3 separate regions of the Mus musculus genome follow, and regions 1 and 3 are each linked to region 2. The links are chromatin contacts, called in public HiChIP or PLAC-seq maps. All regions are on one chromosome and are shown on one strand. Each heading gives the region's core, a stretch centred on a gene start, on an enhancer-like site or on the middle of the called end of the contact. The rest is flanking DNA. Distances are from core to core; before and after follow the strand shown. Region 1 has its middle 42 kb from the start of Zfp987. Region 2 overlaps Zfp993 (zinc finger protein 845). Region 3 has its middle 17 kb from the start of Zfp985.

Region 1 (3,233 bases), core at 492-2,991, 850 kb before region 2:
TAATTCCTTCCATGATTGTTTTGTTCCAAATTCTAAGAAGGGGCGAAGTGTCTACACTTTGGTCTTCATTCTTCTTGAGTATCATATGTTTTGCAAGTTGTATCTTGGGTATTCTAAGTTTCTGTGCTAATATCCATTTATCAGTGAGTACATATTATGTGAGCTCTTTTGTGATTGATTGGGTTACCTCACTTAAGATGATGCCCTCCAGATCCATCCATTTGCCTAAGAATTTCATAAATTCATTGTTTTTAACTGCTGAGTAGTACTCCATTGTGCAAATGTTCCAAATTTTCTGTATCCATTCCTCTGTTGAGGGACATCTGGGTTTTTTCCAGCTTCTGGCTATTATAAATAAGGCTGCTATGAACATAGTGGACCATGTGTTCTTATTACCAGTTAGAACATCTTCTGGATATATGCCCAGGAGAGGTATTGCTGGATCCTCCGGTAGTACTATGTCCAATTTTCTGAGAAACCGCCAGACTGATTTCCAGAGTGTTTGTATAAGCTTGCAATCCTACCAACAATGGAACAGTGTTCCTCTTTCTCCACATCCTCTCCAGCATCTGCTGTCACCTGAACTTTTGATCTTAGCCATTCTGAGTGGTGTGAGTGGAATCTCAGGGTTGTTTTGATTTGCATTTCCCCAATGATTAAGGATGTTGAACATTTTTCTAGGTGCTTCTCAGCCATTCCATATTCCTCTGTTGAGAATTCTTTGTTTAGTTCTGAGCCCCATTTTTAAATTTTTTTTTAAAATTTTCTGGAGTCCATTTTCTTGAGTTCTTTATATATATTGGATAATCCTCCCCTATCTGATTTAGGATTGGTAAAGATTTTTTCCCAGTTTGTTGGTGGCCTTTTTGTCTTATTGGCAGTGTCAAGGCTGCCCACTTTCTCCCAACCTATTCAATATAGTACTTGAAGTCCTAGCCAGAGCAATTTGACAACAAAAGGAGATCAAGGGAATACAAATTGGAAAGGAAGAAGTCAACATATCACTATTTACAAATGATATGATAGTATATATAAGTGACCCTAAACATTCCACCAGAGAACCCCTACACCTGATAAACAGCTTCAGTGAAGTAGCTGGAAATAAAATTAACTCAAACAAATCAATGGCTTTTCTCTACACAAAGAATAAACAGGCTGAGAAAGAAATTAGGGAAACAACACCCTTCACAATAGTCACAAATAATATAAAGTACCTTGGTGTGACTCTAACTAAGGTAGTGAAAGATCTGTATGATAAGAATTTCAAGTCTTTGAAGAAAGAAATCAAAGAAGAAATCAGAAGATGGAAAGATCTCCCATCCTTATGGATTGGCAGGGTCAATATAGTAAAAATGGCTATTTTGCTGAAAGCAATCAGATTCAATGTAATCCCCATCAAAATTCCAACTCAATTCTGCAAAGAATTAGAAAGGACAATCTGCAAATTCATCTTGAATAACAAAAACCTAGGATAGGAAAAACTCTTCTCAATGATAAAAGAATCTCTGGTGGAATCACCATGCCTGACCTAAAGCGGTACTACAGAGCAATTGTGATTTAAAACTGCATGGTACTGGTATAGCGACAGATAGGTAGACCAAAGGAATAGAATTGAAGACCCAGAAATGAACCCACACACCTATGGTCACTTGATCTTTGACAAGGGAGCTAACACCATCTTTTAAATAGAAAACTTGTTCAATGCCTGACCCCCATGGTGCCTGTCAACCACCCTAAATGTCAGTTTGGGACATCTGATGCCTTTTTCTGAGTCCAGTTAGCAACAGCACAGAGCATATTACACATATGCTCTGTAAAGAGGTAAAACTCTGCTAAAATTAAAAAAAAAAGAAATCATTGAAAATGTATGGAAAAATATGGTATGAATTTTCTTCTTCATATTCTGTCTGTATAATCAATTTTGTATGAAACTATTTTAAATATTATTTTCCTATTTCAAGATTTATCTTCAAGATTTTCCTAATGACCATGTAATTGACTTTCTATATAAGAATAAATATTAGGGATTTTATAATTTATTGAACTGTGCATATGAATGATGAGATCACCACTCTATTCATACCTCTGTGTATGTTAATAAACATAGAAATGATAATTGTAATGCATTGTAAAATTAGGACAATTCAAATTTCTATACTTTTTTGGTCTGAAATATTTGGAGAATTCTTTAGACAATCATCATTTCACCTTGCAAGCAGTACATGCATATTCACATGTCATGCTTCTATTTTCTATTTTCCATGTAAATGAAGGTCTTCCTATTCTTCATGTGTATCTTTTAGATTGAAGTTATTTGCTCACACTAGATCACAATATCAGCCCTTCCTCTTCTCCCTATAACCCCTCACACAAGTCTCCCCTCATTCTACTTAGAAGCAGGAATCCTTGACGATTGTATGTAGAACAAGTGAAGATATTTGCCTAATCTATAGGTATCCTGATCATGCTGTCTTTTGACTTACAGAAGGGTTTCACATTTATGATGTTCCATTTATTAATTCTTGACCTTAGTATCAGGGCTATGGGTGTTCTATTAAGGAAGTTGTTTTCTATTCCAATGAGTTCAAGGCTATTCCCCACTTTTTGTTCTATTAATTTAGATGTGTATAGATTCATAATGAGGTCTTTGATTCATTTGGACTTGAGTGATATGCAGGGTGATAAATATGGATCTATATGCATTTTACTGCATGAAGACATCCAGTTAGACCACATCATTCATAGAAGATGCTCTCCACTTTCAATGTATGGTTTTAGCTTCTTTGCCAATAATTGTGTCCGTAGGTGAGTGGGTTTATTATTGTGTGTTCTATTGAATTCCAATGATCCACCTATCTAGTTCTATACCAGTACCGTGCAAAATTTTATTACTAATTTTTGTGCTGTAAAGCTTAAAATTACAGATATTGATGCCTCCAGAAGTTCTTTTTGTTGTTGTTCAGAAATATTTTATCTATCCTGTGTTTTTTTGCTTTTCCATATGAAGTTGCGATTTTTTCTTTCAAAATCTGTGAAGAATTGTGCTGGAATTTTGAAGGGAATTGCACTGAATCTCTAAGTTTCTTTTTGGTAAGATGGACATATTCATTATGTTTATCCTATTGATATATGAGCAAGGGAGGTATTTCCAACTTCTGATATTTTCCTGTTTCTTTCTTCAGATACTTGAATTTCTTGCCATGTAGCTTTTCACTTGCTTACTTAGAGAAATG
Region 2 (3,116 bases), core at 515-3,014:
GAAGACTGGAAGAAAATTATTCTGATCCAGAATCCAGACAGTAATCCAGTAAAGTAAGCGATCAAAATTATTCAAAAGATACTGTCTCATTTTGTCTTAATCCATAGTAAAAGCCAGGCAGTGGTGCACTCCTTTAATTCCAGCACTTTGGAGGCAGAGGCAGGCGTATTTCTGAGTTTGGTCTACAAAGTGAGTTCCAGGACAGCCAGGACTACACAGAGAAACCCTGTCTCGAAAAAACCAATATCCAAAAACAAACAAACAAACAAAAATCCATTGAAAATTTTCCACTTATTAAAATATCTACTCCTGAAATCATCACCGCACAGCATGGTAGGCTGAACCTTGGAAAAATTCAAAGAAATTCAGGAAGAATGGCTACCTGGGGTACCTGTTAACATATCAATGAAGTCATAGTTGGATAGGTGCTTTCTTGGCTGCTGGTTATCTCTAGACCTGCCCCTCTATTCTCTATCACATCCTCAATTCCCCTCCCCCACCTGATGGCCTGGTTCAGTCTGGACCCAACCAGATATCTCTGAATTCACTAAAATGCCAAAAATTAACCTTACCACCAGCACAAGAACCAGGTATCTTCTTGAAGTGCTGTAGGTTGCATTTGTTAGGAAAATGATAAAGCCTCATAGGAAAGTACAATGGCCTATAAAATGCCTGTAGCATGTGACCAAAATCTATCACTTGGTCAGGATGTATTATTTGATAAACCTGGCCCACATGGAGGAATTGGTTTTTCTCTGGCGACACTCAGGTTTAACAGAACCTACTATATATCTTCAAGTCTGATAATCTGTCTCACACACATTCTCTATGAATGATTATTATTCACCTTACAGCATTTTCTTTTCAGGGTCTTCTTTTCTTTTCTTTTTTCTTTTCCTTTCTTTGTATTTATAACCACCTATTGAATTCAATTTTCATATCCTATGTTGTCCTCATTTCCTTAAGGAAATTTCTCCTCACAAGTACCTTGCTGCAATCCTGTCTTCATGTTTTATTCAAACCTAAGGTGTGACACTAATAACAAAGCATATGTAGACACATTTCTCAATGATGTATTTACATCAAAGTATGCATATACCTCTGTGTTCAGCTAACGGAGAATATAACTTTGCTTGGTTAATGATAATATTTACAGCCATACGATGGTGCTTTATAAGGAATATTTTCTAATTCTATCAAATCTGCACTGGTCCCCATATGACAAATACCTACAAAGCTCTCTCGGGATGCCTACTCAGTTCCCTAGAGAAAGGGAAATTAAATGGCAAATTGAGGAACAGGGGAGTTAAGAAAGCATTGAATTCGAGGAACTTTATTAAGGCCTTTGCAAAAACAACCCTCCCGGTATACAAACTCCACAGAGGGCCAAGGATGTACAGGGTTGTTTTATAAAAATATTCTGGCAACCATAAAATCAATTAAAACATCACCATAAACTCAATTCACAGGAACTAAAACTTCCTGATAATGGTAAGATATCCACAACAGAATTGTAAGAGTGGCAGAAAACGCACCCCTGCTCCACGCGCCTGCCCTGCTCCTGCCCGTTTCCCAGCACAAAAGCTCCTCTGACCTGGCAGGTGACAGGACCAGCTGCTGAATATCCTAGGAGGCCAGCACAGCAACTGCAGCTTAAGGAAGTTTTCAGGTTCCGCAAACACTAGGCACTAGTCTCCCTCCACGACTTCCTGACCACGAGGCAGCCGAGAAACATTGAGAATGCTGGAATGGCGGAAATCTAGGTTCCTCAGAGCCACTCCTTCTGGACCCGCCCAATACTCAGCAGCTTCCTGCCATTCTTCTAAGCCCACCTACTTCAGGACTTTTTAATTAATTAGCTTCCCGGTTCTTCAGAGCAATTTTTGTTGGTTTGGATTTTTGCTTGCTTGCTTATTTAATTCATTGATTGATTGATTCTTTGTTTTTATTTTGTCTTTTTCTTAAACTTATCTAATCATGTAGGAGGCCCAACCTCCCCATCAGGAACCACTCCTCCAACTCTGTTGTGGAAACACAACTTCTCAGGATCTACTCTCCTCAGCTTCCCACAAGGTTGCTGCCAGACTAGACCAGAACTGAATGTAGTAAGACACTGCACCTGGGTTCTGAATCCTTCAGATACAACGGATCCTGCCTAACTTCTCACAATGGGAGTCTATCCTCCTGGGCTAAAAATGCACACAATTAAGCAGTCCCTCTGAATTCTGATGCTCAATACCCAAAACAAAGTAAAGTTAAGATAAAATGTCTTTGGCTCAAACTATCAACTGTGTATGTATCTTATAAAGATAGCAATTTACATGATATCCTAGGTAAAGAATAGAAAACCCAGAGTCATTATCAAAGAGATTAAAGTGTGTAAACCACATATATCAACTGAAAGAGAACAGGAACAAAATGATTCTTGGGCTAAAGAATAATAGCAAATGCCTAAAGGAAAGGAGGACAACGTAGGATATGAAAATTGAGTTCAATATGTGCTTAGAAATAAACAAGGAAAAGATCCTGAAAAGAAAATGCAGTAAGGCAAATAATAATAACTCATAGAGAACGTGTGAGAGACAGATTATTAGACTAGGACAAAATGTAGAGGAATTGGATACCTTAGTCAAAGAAAATGATGAATAAAATGATGTTAGGTTTAGGCACAATATTATTTACTGCTTGAAGGGTGAGGCAATAAAGAAAAATTCCTTTCAAAAAGTGTTTAGATATTTGGCAAAAGAAAGAAAGAATAAAGAAAGGAAAGAAGGAAGGAAGGAAGGAAGGAAGGAAGGAAGGAAGGAAGGAAGGAAGGAAAAAATAGAAAGAGACCTACAATACATACTGAACTGTTTAGCCATTTGTTCATAGAAGATTCCCTGATTGTGCTCTATAATATTCTATGTATACCCATGCATATCTTCATAGGCTGTGGAAAGGAGACTGGAGAATTACCCAAGTCACCTTAGAGAATATGGCTGGAAGTCAACTCTTTCATGAAAGTAATGAGTTCCAGGATTCTCTTGTGACCTCTGAGGTTCAAAACCTGTTGTGATGACTGTGAGAGGTTAAAAATGGATTCTAGGCCAGCATGGAAGTAAGAGCTCAGAAGC
Region 3 (3,016 bases), core at 478-2,977, 630 kb after region 2:
CATACCCTTATGCTTAGTTCCTGAAGGTAATAGAATTTGATTGTATAATGAGCAAGTAGGACATTGCCTCACATTTTCCTTAGCTCTTTCTTTAAAACTTTGCTGTTAACATGATTTTTTATGAAATTCTAAAGCCTCTTTTGTTCTTTCTATCAATAGCTGGTCAATTTCATTATCACCTTGTGACAGAGGGCCTGGCAAACCTGTATGCGATCTTATGTGTGTTATATATAGTGAATGACTCCTATTTCTTATCAATTGTGCTAGCTGAAGAAATAGTGAAGTCAATTCAGATTCATCCTGAATAAGATCAACAGTCTGTATTGGAAAAGCAACCCTTTCTGCATATTGAGAGTCAGTTACTATATTAAGAGACTCTTCAGAATCTGACAACACCATGAGTATTGCACATAATTCAGATATTTGATCAGATTTATAAGAATATTCAGTACCCTACATCTTCTGATTTATGTCCTGCCTTTCCTGATTTATTGGCCTCAGCGTAAAATGTAGGGGCTCCAGATAATGGAATTTCCTTTATTTTATGAGGGAGAATCCAAGTAGTTCTTTTTATGAAATGAAATCATACTTTTATAGTATCTGTTTTTAATCTCTCCAAGAAGTTACTGCATGTTCTTTACCAAGATTCACCTTGTGGCCATAAGGAGGCAATCTCTGCATTATTAAAAGGTACCACGATTTTAGTTGGGTCCGTTCCAACTAATTGTCAAAGTCTCATTTTTTTTTCCTTTTAGTATAAATTCAAAGACCTTCTCCATGTAGGGTTTTCTTACGCTGTTTATGTGCTAAAAATATCCATTCTTTTATTTTTTTAAATTCATATATTTATTTGTTTGTTTGTTTTTGAGCCTGTTTCCCTGTATAGTGCTAGCTTTCCTGGAACTCACTATGTAGATCGGGCTGGCCTTGAACTCAGAAGTCTGCCTGCTTCTGCATCCCAAGTGCTAGGATCAAAGTCATTTGCTACCACTGCCCGGCAAATATTCATTCTAATTTATCTTCCCTCTGCATGGGAATTCCTCGAGGGAAATGAGTTGAAATTAAGATAACTAAGATGCAGGCCATCTTTGGATAAATACTGTCTAGAAGTGTAGATCCCTTGCTACTTGTGGCTTCACCAGGCCACGTGGTTTTGCTCCATCTTCCTTCCACCTCCTTTTCTTCCATCTTCCACTATCTTCTTTGTTTCCTTGTCTGCCTCTCCTCCTTCCCCTCTTCTCCCTTTCTAAAACCTCCAGCCCCACGTTTTCCTTCCACTGCCCAATCACAGGCTTCAGTCTTTATTTGACCAATTTGACCAATTTAAATGGGGAGAAGTTTCACATTAAATCACCAGAGAATGTGATCCACTCCTCCTTGGGGCAGCTCCATTTGAGGAAGCAGAATTAGCATCAAAATACAAACAGCACCAGGGCAATCCACAACAAGGACTACCCTTCACACACACCCATGACATTCCTCCATTGTGCAAACCATGTGGGCCCAGAGCCATGGCCTCACTACCATGGAAGCCATGGAAGTCTCCCACTAAGCACAAGACAACTGAGTCCAACATACACTTTCCTCCTTCCACAATTCTCCCCTTTCTTATTAATTTACCCCTGTGTCTCATCTGGCCATTGGTAGACTTCCTTCCCACTTAAGGGAACCCCAAATAAAATCTCTTAGGTGGTTCCTTTTCATCAGTGGCATGAATGTCAGTTTCTCTGTTCTGGAAACCCTCTGGACTGAGGCAGGAGTTCTATCCCCATGCATTGCTCTGAGAACGTTTGAGAGCCTGATACATGGATGAGGGTTTTCTTTCAAGCCAGGAAATTCATGGCGAATTCGGGTGACACAGACTGAACTCAGGTGGTCCCTCAACATTCAGGAGATCAGGGTTTCAGTATTCAGGTGGGCAAGGAGTCGGTGTCGAGTGTCAATCAGACAAGAACACAAGGGAGTGTTGATCTGAATGTAAGTTCTCAAAGTGAGCATCATCCTTATAATACAGAAGAAAATAAGGAAGTGAGGTGACGCATCACTCAAGGTACGCTGAGGTTACCCGATTCTTAATGACTCTTTACACAAAACAGAAGAATGCATACATAAAGACTGTCAGGAACTAGTCAATGTAAGAACTGAGACAAAGTCAGCTCTATCTCAGGTCAGCTGTATTCTTAGAAGCCATGTATGAGGTCATTATGCTCCTGTGGCAAGGGCTTTCATGTACAAGCCATAGTTCTAATTCTGATTTATTGTTTATCCTACCACCACACAGCTCTTAGTAAATACCTAGCTATGCTATTCCTCTGGGCTAGTGAAAGTATGTGCTAGGGAATTCTGCTCTAGCTAATGTTCTCATGAATAATGCAATACTCTAGTTCCTCCTTCAACCACAGTAGGATCTTCTTCCTAAACCATTGTAAATTCCTGTATATGGTAGTGAATTGGCTGTTATTCTAAGTGATTTTGTGGGGAACTTTCTTCTATTAAGTAATGTAGTCTGCCATACATAACTATAATAAGAATTCTAAACTTACTTTCTTAAGCTTGCCCTGAATTTTCTAACTCTATGTAGTAGATAGTAATGCCTTATTTCTTTCAATATATCTCCTTCAAAACTGGAGTCAATTCATCTGAATAGGTCATAGTTACTAAATTCTAAGCCCAGGGTTGGCTCAAGGACTGCCTAGGACATTGGTGAAGGCCAGGAAGGAAAGTTCAACCTAATTTAGGTATTTGACAAATCATTCCTTGGAGGCACCTATAATAAAATAATACTGAAAGAAAGCACACAGAACCATTCACCAAGTATAGCAAGGATGAATCTGAGACATATTTGTTTATGGGACACCAGAATCATTCCGGGAGACAAGTTCCTTGAAAATTTATGCCTCAGGACTGAGGCCAAGCCTTTGGGCCTGCCACAGAGTTTTTACTTGAGTGGGAGTGGCATTCTGGTATAGTTCCCCACCACCACTTTTGTTATGATTCTTATTGACGTTATAACTAA

The links. HiChIP or PLAC-seq counts read pairs in DNA pulled down with a chosen protein or histone mark.
Region 1: an H3K4me3 HiChIP or PLAC-seq map of embryonic stem cells shows a contact between it and region 2, with 11 times the contacts expected there. The contact joins two enhancer-like sites. A contact is called at or near these places in 5 of 115 datasets of contacts at active chromatin or transcription factors (embryonic stem cells, epiblast stem cells, extraembryonic endoderm stem cells and 1 more) and 2 of 9 other capture datasets (adipose tissue and pancreatic islet).
Region 3: an H3K4me3 HiChIP or PLAC-seq map of embryonic stem cells shows a contact between it and region 2, with 4 times the contacts expected there. The contact joins two enhancer-like sites. A contact is called at or near these places in 3 of 115 datasets of contacts at active chromatin or transcription factors (double positive thymocytes, embryonic stem cells and stem cell-derived neural progenitor cells).

What each region holds. Positions count from the first base shown.
Region 1 is chr4:146,053,805-146,057,037 of GRCm38.p6, forward strand. No RefSeq gene overlaps it. Among named protein-coding and RNA genes, the nearest start is that of Zfp987, 42 kb to the right of the region's middle. Within about 2 kb of position 1,742, at least 10 of the 459 cell types and tissues checked have an H3K27ac peak or open chromatin away from gene starts, as enhancers often do. A contact at or near this core is called in embryonic stem cells, where this site is marked.
Region 2 is chr4:146,907,832-146,910,947 of GRCm38.p6, forward strand. All of the region lies in intron 6 of Zfp993 (zinc finger protein 845), which reads left to right. Among named protein-coding and RNA genes, the nearest start is that of Gm21411, 8.2 kb to the left of the region's middle. Within about 2 kb of position 1,765, at least 20 of the 459 cell types and tissues checked have an H3K27ac peak or open chromatin away from gene starts, as enhancers often do. A contact at or near this core is called in embryonic stem cells, where this site is marked.
Region 3 is chr4:147,534,649-147,537,664 of GRCm38.p6, forward strand. No RefSeq gene overlaps it. Among named protein-coding and RNA genes, the nearest start is that of Zfp985, 17 kb to the right of the region's middle. Within about 2 kb of position 1,728, at least 7 of the 459 cell types and tissues checked have an H3K27ac peak or open chromatin away from gene starts, as enhancers often do. A contact at or near this core is called in embryonic stem cells, where this site is marked.